Linked DNA regions of Hordeum vulgare: region 2 is linked to region 1. A link is a contact called in public Hi-C data. All regions are on one chromosome and are shown on one strand. The core of a region is the stretch at or near the end of the contact, and the rest is flanking DNA. Distances in the headings are between cores, read along the strand shown.

The links. A called contact is a pair of places that touch in the nucleus more often than the background predicts.
Region 2: a contact with region 1 is called in a Hi-C map of leaf, with 2.9 times the contacts expected there. The contact joins the promoter of LOC123439805 here to the promoter of LOC123439769 in region 1. A contact is called at or near these places in 2 of 6 Hi-C or Micro-C datasets (leaf and seedling).

What each region holds. Positions count from the first base shown.
Region 1 is chr1H:390,557,119-390,561,889 of MorexV3_pseudomolecules_assembly, reverse strand. LOC123439769 (protein RETICULATA-RELATED 4, chloroplastic-like) reads left to right here and starts at 1,947. Exons shown (of 8, transcript XM_045116451.1): 1 at 1,947-2,776. The coding sequence starts at 2,222.
Region 2 is chr1H:391,023,882-391,028,652 of MorexV3_pseudomolecules_assembly, reverse strand. It overlaps LOC123439805 (putative NAD kinase 3), which reads left to right and starts at 2,309. Exons shown (of 11, transcript XM_045116474.1): 1 at 2,309-2,456; 2 at 3,683-3,848; 3 at 3,956-4,084; 4 at 4,482-4,660. The coding sequence starts at 2,430.

The DNA.
Region 1 (4,771 bases), core at 698-3,197:
ACATACTTTTAAGTATAGATTTATTCATTTTGTTTCGAATATAGTCTTTAGTAGAATTTTAAAAAGACTTATATTTAGGAATGAAGGGAGTAATATCACTTACGAGATATTCAAAATTTGGAGGCAAAACCTACACTCAAACACTAGTTTATGAGAAAACAGAATATGACATTTTCTAGTATTAGAAAAAATGGATTACTTCAATCACATGACCAGAAGAGTGCCACTCAATCTTCGCTTAAGGCACCTTGAGTACCCGGGCAGGAAATGAGGCGCACATCACACGTCCTTTGTGTGGCCTACCGACCCTCCCCCTCTATCATTTGAAAGGTCATAGTACGTCTGTACGTGCGCCCGAGGACCCCGTGCACCGTTCCTGAAGAAGTATATACTCCTACGTTCTACTCGTAGCGTGTTGGATTACATAGACCGTTTGTTATGCAATTTCCAACTGCCGAAACTGTCCGGCCAATACACAAATCCATTTCCACACATTTATATATATCTTCTTTTTTTTCTGCAAAAAGCAGTCCTTCATACTCGATGGTTAACAACATCTACTTAATCATACTACCTGTAAATTAAATGTGTGCTTTTTTAATGATTTGAAGATTGCTCATCACGCCTGTCAATGCGCTCTTGGCGTCATGAGAATAGAAAATATCTTATCTCCTTGACCTTGATCAATGCCACAAAATTGCATAAATAGGAAAAAAAGGTATACTTGGAAGGCCATGGGTTTCTGAATTCATAGGGATAGATCAATCCATAACATAACATAATCATATACTTGGAGGTATGAGTGAACTGTTTTCATTTTAATTTCGAAATAGTGTGTAGATGCCCAAAGAAGATTTGGTGGGATTTTATTAAGATCTTTTGGATGAAAGTTCCTTTTCGCTTGAAGAAGATCCTGCCCAGAAGATATGGTGGCACGCAAAATTTATAACGCAAGTGCTATGTGGCCCTCCCGCATTCTCTTGAGGATGTCACTATTACGAGTATACATTTATCTTTCACTAGATAATTCTTCGTGGGACCGTGCCTTTCAAAGGAGACACAAATATTTAGTACATAATCACTGTGATTTATCAGTCATTTTATCGTTGATGTAAATACGCACCAAAAATATACTTTAGCTGTCAATTGAACCAACGTACTTCCTCTGTTCCTTTAAATTCCCTTCGTTTTTTCTAAATAAGATGTATTTTTAATAAAATTCCAGAATGTAAGATACATTTCTTCTAATTCCTCATAATTTCATTGTTAGCCCTTTAAAAAAATAAATTATCTCTCCCCTAATTGCATGCATCTGTTCTTGTAAAGAGAAAAAGAAAAGTATCTCCCTACTGATTCCGTGTATCTTTTACTTTTCTAGCCTAAATGATTTAGTTGTCGCGAATCAATGATTTAGACAAGGTTAATTTCTTCCTAACATGTATATAATTATATGTCTTGGTTACTGTGATAAAATAATACACCTTACATAAAGGAATGAAGGGAGTACTCCACAATTATGGGGTATAAGGTGTAGACGTATTTATTTTTTAATAAAATTTCACAATATAAGATTTTTTCTTATAATTCCACGTAATTCCCTTTCCAACACTCTAGAAAAAAAAAATCTCTTTCCTGACTGCATGTATCATTCCTTGTAGAGAAAAAAACATTTCTCACCTGATTGTGTGTATCATTTTCTTTCCCAGACTAAACGATTTACTTGTCGCTAATCAATGAATTAGCTCATGATAATTTTATCATAAATTATTTAAAATTATGTGCCTTGGTTTCAGCACCAAAAACTATACACCTTAGATGGAACGGAGGGAGTTTTAATTTACCAAATAATGATTTTATTTGGTAAGTGGATGATAGAAAAGGTAAATGAAACTTTGCGTATCCACTAGTATTAAGTACAGTAGGAGAGATGCATGCAAACTTGAAATTCTACCGTGTGTCAGTAATGTTTAGAAAATGTATCATCTTTTCCGCTTTTCGTCAGGTATATGACTCTGAGCATGCCTCCGGCGGCTCCTCGTAGACTCGTCGTAGGTGGTAGTACAGTTGTATAAAGCGCCGTTGCCCACTCGTGTCGACACGACTGTCGCGGCTGCGGTCTCGCGGGGTTCCACTTCTTCACCAACCACACTCCCCTCCTCTCCTCTCCTCCGGGAGGTCCACGCCCGCCCCCGGCCTCCGACCGCCTCCCGCATCCACCGCCATGGCCTTCTCCACCCCCAACTCCCTCTCCGCTTCCGCTTCCGCTTCCAGCCCCGCCTCCCCCTTCCACCTCCGCCTCCAGCCGCAGCCCTTCCTCCGCCTCGCCGCCCTCCCCTTCCACCGCTCCCTCCCGCTCCACCTCCCCGCCCTCCGCCTCACCCGGCCCCTTCTCCCTCCCCTCCCGCTCGCCTCCTCGGGCGGCGGCAGCAACATCGGCTCCGGCGGCGGCGGAGGCGATGACGACCTCCCCTCCGGCGGCGGCGGAGGAGACGAGGACGAGGGCGAGGGCGGCGACGACGCGTCGGTAAACAGGAGGGAGGCGTTGTTCGTGCTCGCGCAGCTGGGACGGAAGCTCGAGAGCCTCCCGGCGGACATGGCCGCGGCCGTGGAGGGCGGGCGCCTCCCCGGCGAGATCGTGCGCCGGTTCGCCGATCTCGAGAAGTCGCCCATGTTCCGCTGGCTGCTCCAGTTCGGCGGCTTCAGGGAGCGCCTCCTCGCCGACGACCTCTTCCTCGCGAAGGTCGCCATGGAGTGCGGCGTCGGCATCTTCACCAAGGTCCGTGTGAAAATGAAACCCACTTCGTAATTTTTTCGCTTCGTATCTCGTTTCTGTGGTTTGCGCTTCAGATTGTCAGATGTGGTTTGGTTTGCTCTGGTTTGACTGACTCTAGTGTAAGCTTTTTGTGGTCTAGAGTTCAAAAGGCCCAACCCTGATGTGTGTAGTAGATTGTCGCATGAGTCGGGCTTTGGCTTGATGGTGATGCGTGCCCGACTCTGGCTTGTTGTTGACGTCGCTTCATGGTTGTTGGGGGCGTTGTTTGGACGACCGCTTCGGTGAGAAATGGGGCGGGAATATTTCTCTGCTGTGACAAGATGCCGATTGTTCCCTAAATCGGATGTATTCCATAATCTAATTGGACAGTCTACTAAGTACTTTTTTTTCCATTTCCCCTAATACAACAAAGGCAAATGTGGCTTTGCTAGATGAAGAAAGGAATACAGAATAAAGAAGCCTTTTTACGGTCTAAAGTACTCCCTCCGTTCCTAAATATAAGTCTTTTAAAATATTTCACTAGAAGTCTACATACAAAGTAAAATGAATGAATCTACACTTTAAAGTATGTCTATATACATCCGCATATAGTCTATTAATGAAACCTTTTTAAAGACTTATATTTAGGAACGGAGGGAGTACATTCTTTTGCTGGCAACATCAAGAAGCCTTTCTGTGATTATTCGGTCACCTTAGCCACGAAGCTCCAGTGCTACCAAGCTTTGTGGTGCCGTAGTCACCAAAATGTCACAATAGATCGTACTACAATTTACAATACTACGTACTCCTTCCGTCCCAAAATTCTTGTCTTAGGTTTGTCTAGAAATGGATGTATCTAAATACTAAAATGTAACTAGATACATTCATATCTAGACAAATCTAAGACAAGAATTTTGGGACGGAGGGAGTACAAAAGAAGATTCAATACACGGTATGCATGGTGGCTTTACAATTTCTCTTTTGCTTGCCTACGCTACAGTACACGATTTTTTTTCTCAATGTGTGTACCAAATTTATGACACGACGACAGATAGTCCCTCTGTCTCATAATATAAGAGCGTTTTTGACACTACACTAGTGTCAGAAAACACAGAAATTGCTTTTGGTGGCCGAGCTCCATGGAGGCCTTTAAATTTGAAATTCAAATTTCATGAAAATTTATATTTTTACATTTCAAAAAATTCTGAAAAAAAAACACAGGGATAAGCGAAGGCGTAACACACATGTGTGTAAATTTTCAGGAAAAAATACATTGAAATGAGGGCTGTGCAAAAAAGACAAATCTGAGGCTTTTTTACACATGACACTATTCATCATTTCAGGTCATGAATTTGTCTTTTTTGTGCAGATCGTATTTCAAGGTATTTCATCCTAAATTTTTGCACACATACGCATAACATCCTTCTTTACTTCCATATTTTTTTTCAGATTTTTTTGAAACCGAAAAGTTTGAATTTTGAATTATTCAAAAATTTCGGCCTCCATGGAGGCCGAGCTCCAAACGTCCGCTCTCCAGAAAACACTCTTATATTATGGGACGGAGGGAGTACATCTTAGAACATATACAACCGGACTAGGCAAATCTGGCCCCTGTACATCCGCGTACGCGCCCGAACGTTTGGGCAGTAGCCGGTCACCCCTCAAAAGTCCGGGTTCCGGAACCGTGTCCCTCAAAGCAAACCCTCAAATCCATACTAATCATGCAATGTTACACTCACACACACACACGTAGTTAAACAGACACATAGCATAGGAAGTTCATACATGTCAGTGTATCGGACTACCACAAATTGACATGCTCTACTAGCTACAGACGATATGAAAATGGAGGAAGTTCACCCACGACCGCCCTACCCTTGCCATCTTCGTTGCGGAATTAGTGGTCGAAGACGCAAACCGGATCGAGCCGGATTTGCTCTCCGCCGAAACTATTTGATCCATCATTGACCTCTTTCTCTTTGGGTGGCAGTCCGGCGAGGGCACGGACCGCCCGGATTT
Region 2 (4,771 bases), core at 1,060-3,559, 470 kb before region 1:
TGAAAACATCTGGACATAGTCTAAGAAGGACCACAAACTGTTCATGACCGTGGACATAGCTAGTTGAATAAATTTACACTATGTAGAGGTTGCACACTTTACCCACAAGACTCCGAAAACTTCCGTGTCAAGACACCACTCACGATATTGTGCATACCCGAGGTAAGTACCCAAAATAATGCCTGTCTCCAGACGACACTAACATACAGTCCACTCATTGGCACACAGCCCGCATGATGTACATCACAAGCATCATCCATGAAGGGACCAACGGTGTGCCCGTTGTCTGTAAAAACCGCCCATGGTCGTCTTTCCGGCACGACCCCGTATCGAGAGTGACCACGTCACTCCCGCCACTAGTAATGCGGGTTCTCTGCTAGTAACGACCAAAGTAATCAACAAAGCCCCGTCCCATAAGGGGTATCCTGGTTGCGCATAGGGTGGGACAGTGAGCACATCTTAAATCTAATCCGTTTTTGAGAACAACCACACATCTTGCCTCGGTACACCACTTCTTTCTCAAGTGGTTACCTAACTGAACACCATCTTTCTCAGGCATTAGTGACAGTCGATGGGTTTTATGAAAGTCTTTGAAATAATATCTTTTTTGTCACAATGCATATTCCCACCCCATTTGCGTAGAAACTACATAGCATCCTAACTACTTCCCATGTGCACAACCCTCATAGGAATGTAGGGTCATGCTCAGTGCAAGTATCAACGAGGAGTTATCAGAGACAACCCACCAAGGTGGTCACCGATTCATCATGATTCAAATGCAATGAAGTAAAGTGTCATATGACATGCATAAAAATGGATTCAAGTCATGGTCAAGGGGCTGCTTGCCTGGCTCAAAAAAGTCTCCACGGTCTTCAAAGTCTTCTGGTCCAACTCCTTTGTCAACAATGCAATCTATCGGCGATAATAACGGGCAAAAATAAGACCACAACGAAACAGGGAAAATATAACACTGAGAAAAATGTCTACCCATTTTTGTTTGGTTTGGTTTTTCAGGTTGGTTTGGCATGAAGTTTTTCATGTGCGCTAATTATGAGGAAGATCCATCCGTTGCTCCTTCACCGTACATCAGTCCTCCGGTATGCTTCAGTCATCAAGAATAAACACGTTGTAGATATTATTGTTAGCTTGATATTTATATTCCTATTTTTGTGTTCTCGGTGTTAAATAATTGATAGATTTGAATATATTTATATTTCTATTTTTGTTGTAGTCTCCTCCTCCTCTCTGCTGACCTAACAAATTATTTAAACTACTTAACTAACAAACCTAAAAATATTTTACCCTTGAAGCGTGCGCAGAAATGACGAACGACGTTCGACGAACACCGAGAAAAATGACGAACGCAGCAACCACCACCACCACCTCCAACTGCACCACAAGAACCACCTCCACCTCAACCTCAACCACCATCACCAAAAAAGGTTGAAAACAACCACCACGAACTACCCCATCGCGAGTGAGACGGATGGTTTGGCTGTCCTAACCCTATACAATAGAACTATGATGAGAAATATGGGAAAAACGACTACGATTAAGTGTAGAGATGAGAGATTTTTTGGGTGAAGAGAGAAGGAAAGAGGAGAAGGAGAGAAAGAAGCAGATAAGGAGGAGGAAGAATGGGAGGAGTAGGAAGGAGAGGGTGCGAGCGGGCCATTGGCTGGCCGGTTGGCCACATATCGACCACGCCACAGCCGAGAGGTCTATCGGCCAGGCCGAGGACGATTGGTCAGCCTCCAGGCCGAGAGGATAAGGGGCGACGTGGCCGGGCCAATAGTCGGCCTTCACGTGGCCGAGTAGTCACTATTCGACCACACCAGCGCAGACATGATCCAATCGACCTCACCTGGGCCAACATGATTCAATCGGCCACACCTGGACCGAGGCCACTATATTTTTGAAAATTTTCAAAATAGCATAATATTTTTCAAAAAGAATAAAAAAGTAATATTTAAAAAAATAGCTGTTTTATATAGACTATTAGATATGTTTTGGATGAAGATTAGATTTATGTTTTGAATGTAGATTAAATGGTTAAAGTTGCTGTCACTGGGTCTCAGTCCGCTCGTGGGCTTGGAGTGTTCGTGTAACAGGAGGCGGAAGTAGGAGGCCCGTGCACGGTGTGTACCTACCAGTTCTCGTTGTAGTAGGTAGTCACTGCCGTCGGTGCCGCGGTCGAAGGGCCCACCAGAATCGTGCCACGCACAGACTCCATGGTCCCACTGAAGCTCCGGCCCCACCCGTCAGGCCTTCGCCCTTTCCAGCCGTCACAGCTCACCGCGCTCGGGCCTCGCACAAGCCATTAATAACCGAACACGGAGGGCAGGCGGAAACTCCACAGCTCATCTCCCCACCTGAACGGCCCTATCGGCGAAGAGGGGAACGCCGGGAAGCAGTCGGATCGCGCAGCCATGTCCGCGGACGAGGCCGCACTCAAGGTACATGCACGCCTCATGAGATTTCCTCGGAATTCACCGCTCTTTTAGGGTGTAGATTTCTGCCGTTGGATCACCCGAAAGTTTTTAGGGAACAGTCGAGGGGCGGGGGCTTCAGCTGCTTTGGATCCTTATGGCTAATGCGGGCGATTCGTGCGATCTCGACGCCAATGGTGCTCGGGATTTTGGCCTTCGCCGTTTTGGGCCACTGTGGAAGGCCGGAGGGGGGGCAGGGCGCGGCTGAATTTTGGTGTGTATTTCTGTTCGATTTGCGCATTGCGGAGGATTTGGTTCGGGAGCGCCCATGAAACGCCCCTAGTACCATGCCGTGTTGCTGATCCTATAGTCTTGGACTTCCCTCAAGGGGATGATTAAACATCAACTGTGTGCGACTCAGTTCAGATCATCCCTACTATTTTAAGTATTATTAGGCTGCCCAAAAGCATTGACTGATCACAGTAATAATATAAATATATAAATACTCTATTCTTGTAAAGTTGCAATACGGTTTCTAATCTTAACTTCTAGTGGCCATCTCTTTGAGATCATATATCTCGCCTCAGTTGCTGTCCATCAACTTGCACTTGTTTTCCCAAGTGTTCCAGCTTTGTGATATATTTGAACATATTATATCATTATAAGTTATGTCTTCCTTTTTCTGTGGGTTGGCAAAAACACATAGAATATTCGTCTTTGACACGTGGTAGAAGAAACACGCAGTGCTGTCCTGTTGGGCATTGACTTGTTTGTCACATAGTGACTGATTCAATACCGGGAGGATTTTGAGGCCAAAATAGTACTGAAAACCTTGGATGTTATATGTTGTGAAGAGGCGATACAGTTTGGTGCCCTACCAGCTTCACAACTACTGCTAGATGCACAGCTAAACATGCTCTCACAGTTTGCTTAAAATCTTCTGAATTTTCTAATACATATCTGATTATACTAGGATTTCCACAAACCATGCCTGAGTATATGCCGCAAACTAAAATTTTGAAGTCATTGAAACAACCCGTGTTTTCGTTTTGTTCAGCCTATCGCTGTTGTTAATGCATGAACTTGGTTTAAACTTTAATGACATACTCTAGAGTTTATAAAATGTTTACCAGCAGTACTTGGCCTGTACTACATCTGTTCCTTTGAGTGGTATGTTTGATGCTGGAAAGCTTTCTAACTTTGTTATCCTTGTCAGATTTCATGTTGTCTTGATGAGGTTTATTCTATTACAGGCCTGTCATGAGAGAATAAACCTTAGTGTAGCTGCCTCGCATCAAGCTGAGAATGGGTCTCTCACCACAGTTAGTTCTAAGAAATCAGAGGAGGCGGCCTATGCATTTCTTCCTCCTATCGAGTCAACTGACGCGCACCTTCATGAGTTTGCAGAGGCCATGAGAAGTAATAATACAAATACTTGACATCATCTGAAGTCTGTCACTCTACTGTCTAAAACTTATGTGTGTCTGCACACATCTGTTTAATGTACATATACTTTGCACTTGAAGCTGTTGCAAAAGCACTGCGACAAGTTGCGGAAGGGAAAGCTGCTGCTCAAGCAGAGGCGGCTGAGTGGAAGCGCAAGTATGAGTCAGAGAAGGCAGTCAAGGCACACATGCAGCACAGTGTAATTAAAGGTACACAGTTAGACTTTGTATTTTACTAGTTGTTCATGGTAGCTATCAAATAACACTGCAAAGCATCTTTTGTCGTATTTCAGTACATGATATATTATTATCGTTATTATTTTGAATAATGATATATTAGTATTAGATCAGCCTCCAATGTCTTAGCAGTTCAAATTAGTCAACGAAAGAAGGACCCATTGTACTGAAGTTGTACCTTCCAGGTGCAGAATATTAATGAACTTTCTAAGAAAAACACGTAACCATAGTTTAATCAATATGAAAACTGCACAAATAACATGATTCCAGATACATAAGGAATGTTGTCAGCAAGTTAATGAACTGACTACTTTATCTTATCATGCACCTGATTTTGTCAGGAAAATTCACGCTAAACTAACATGTGCAGGCTGCAGCAACTGTGTCAAGGATAAGCTAGAGCATTTGGCTAGTAAACTGACACTGGAGACTTCCTCGGCTGATGAAACAGGCTGCTGCGGAAACCATGGGATCTGCTCACGTCAAATTCTCCAGGATCAGTGTCCTGGACCTAACCGTAAATCAGATGACAGGATTATTGGAAGAAAGGTATCCTTTGGGATTTGGGCAAGGATACCCTCACATACATCTGTTTGCAGCTGTTGATTTACATGGCCATACTAATGTGTTTTCTTCGTAATGTGGTTTGTGCTAAAATCA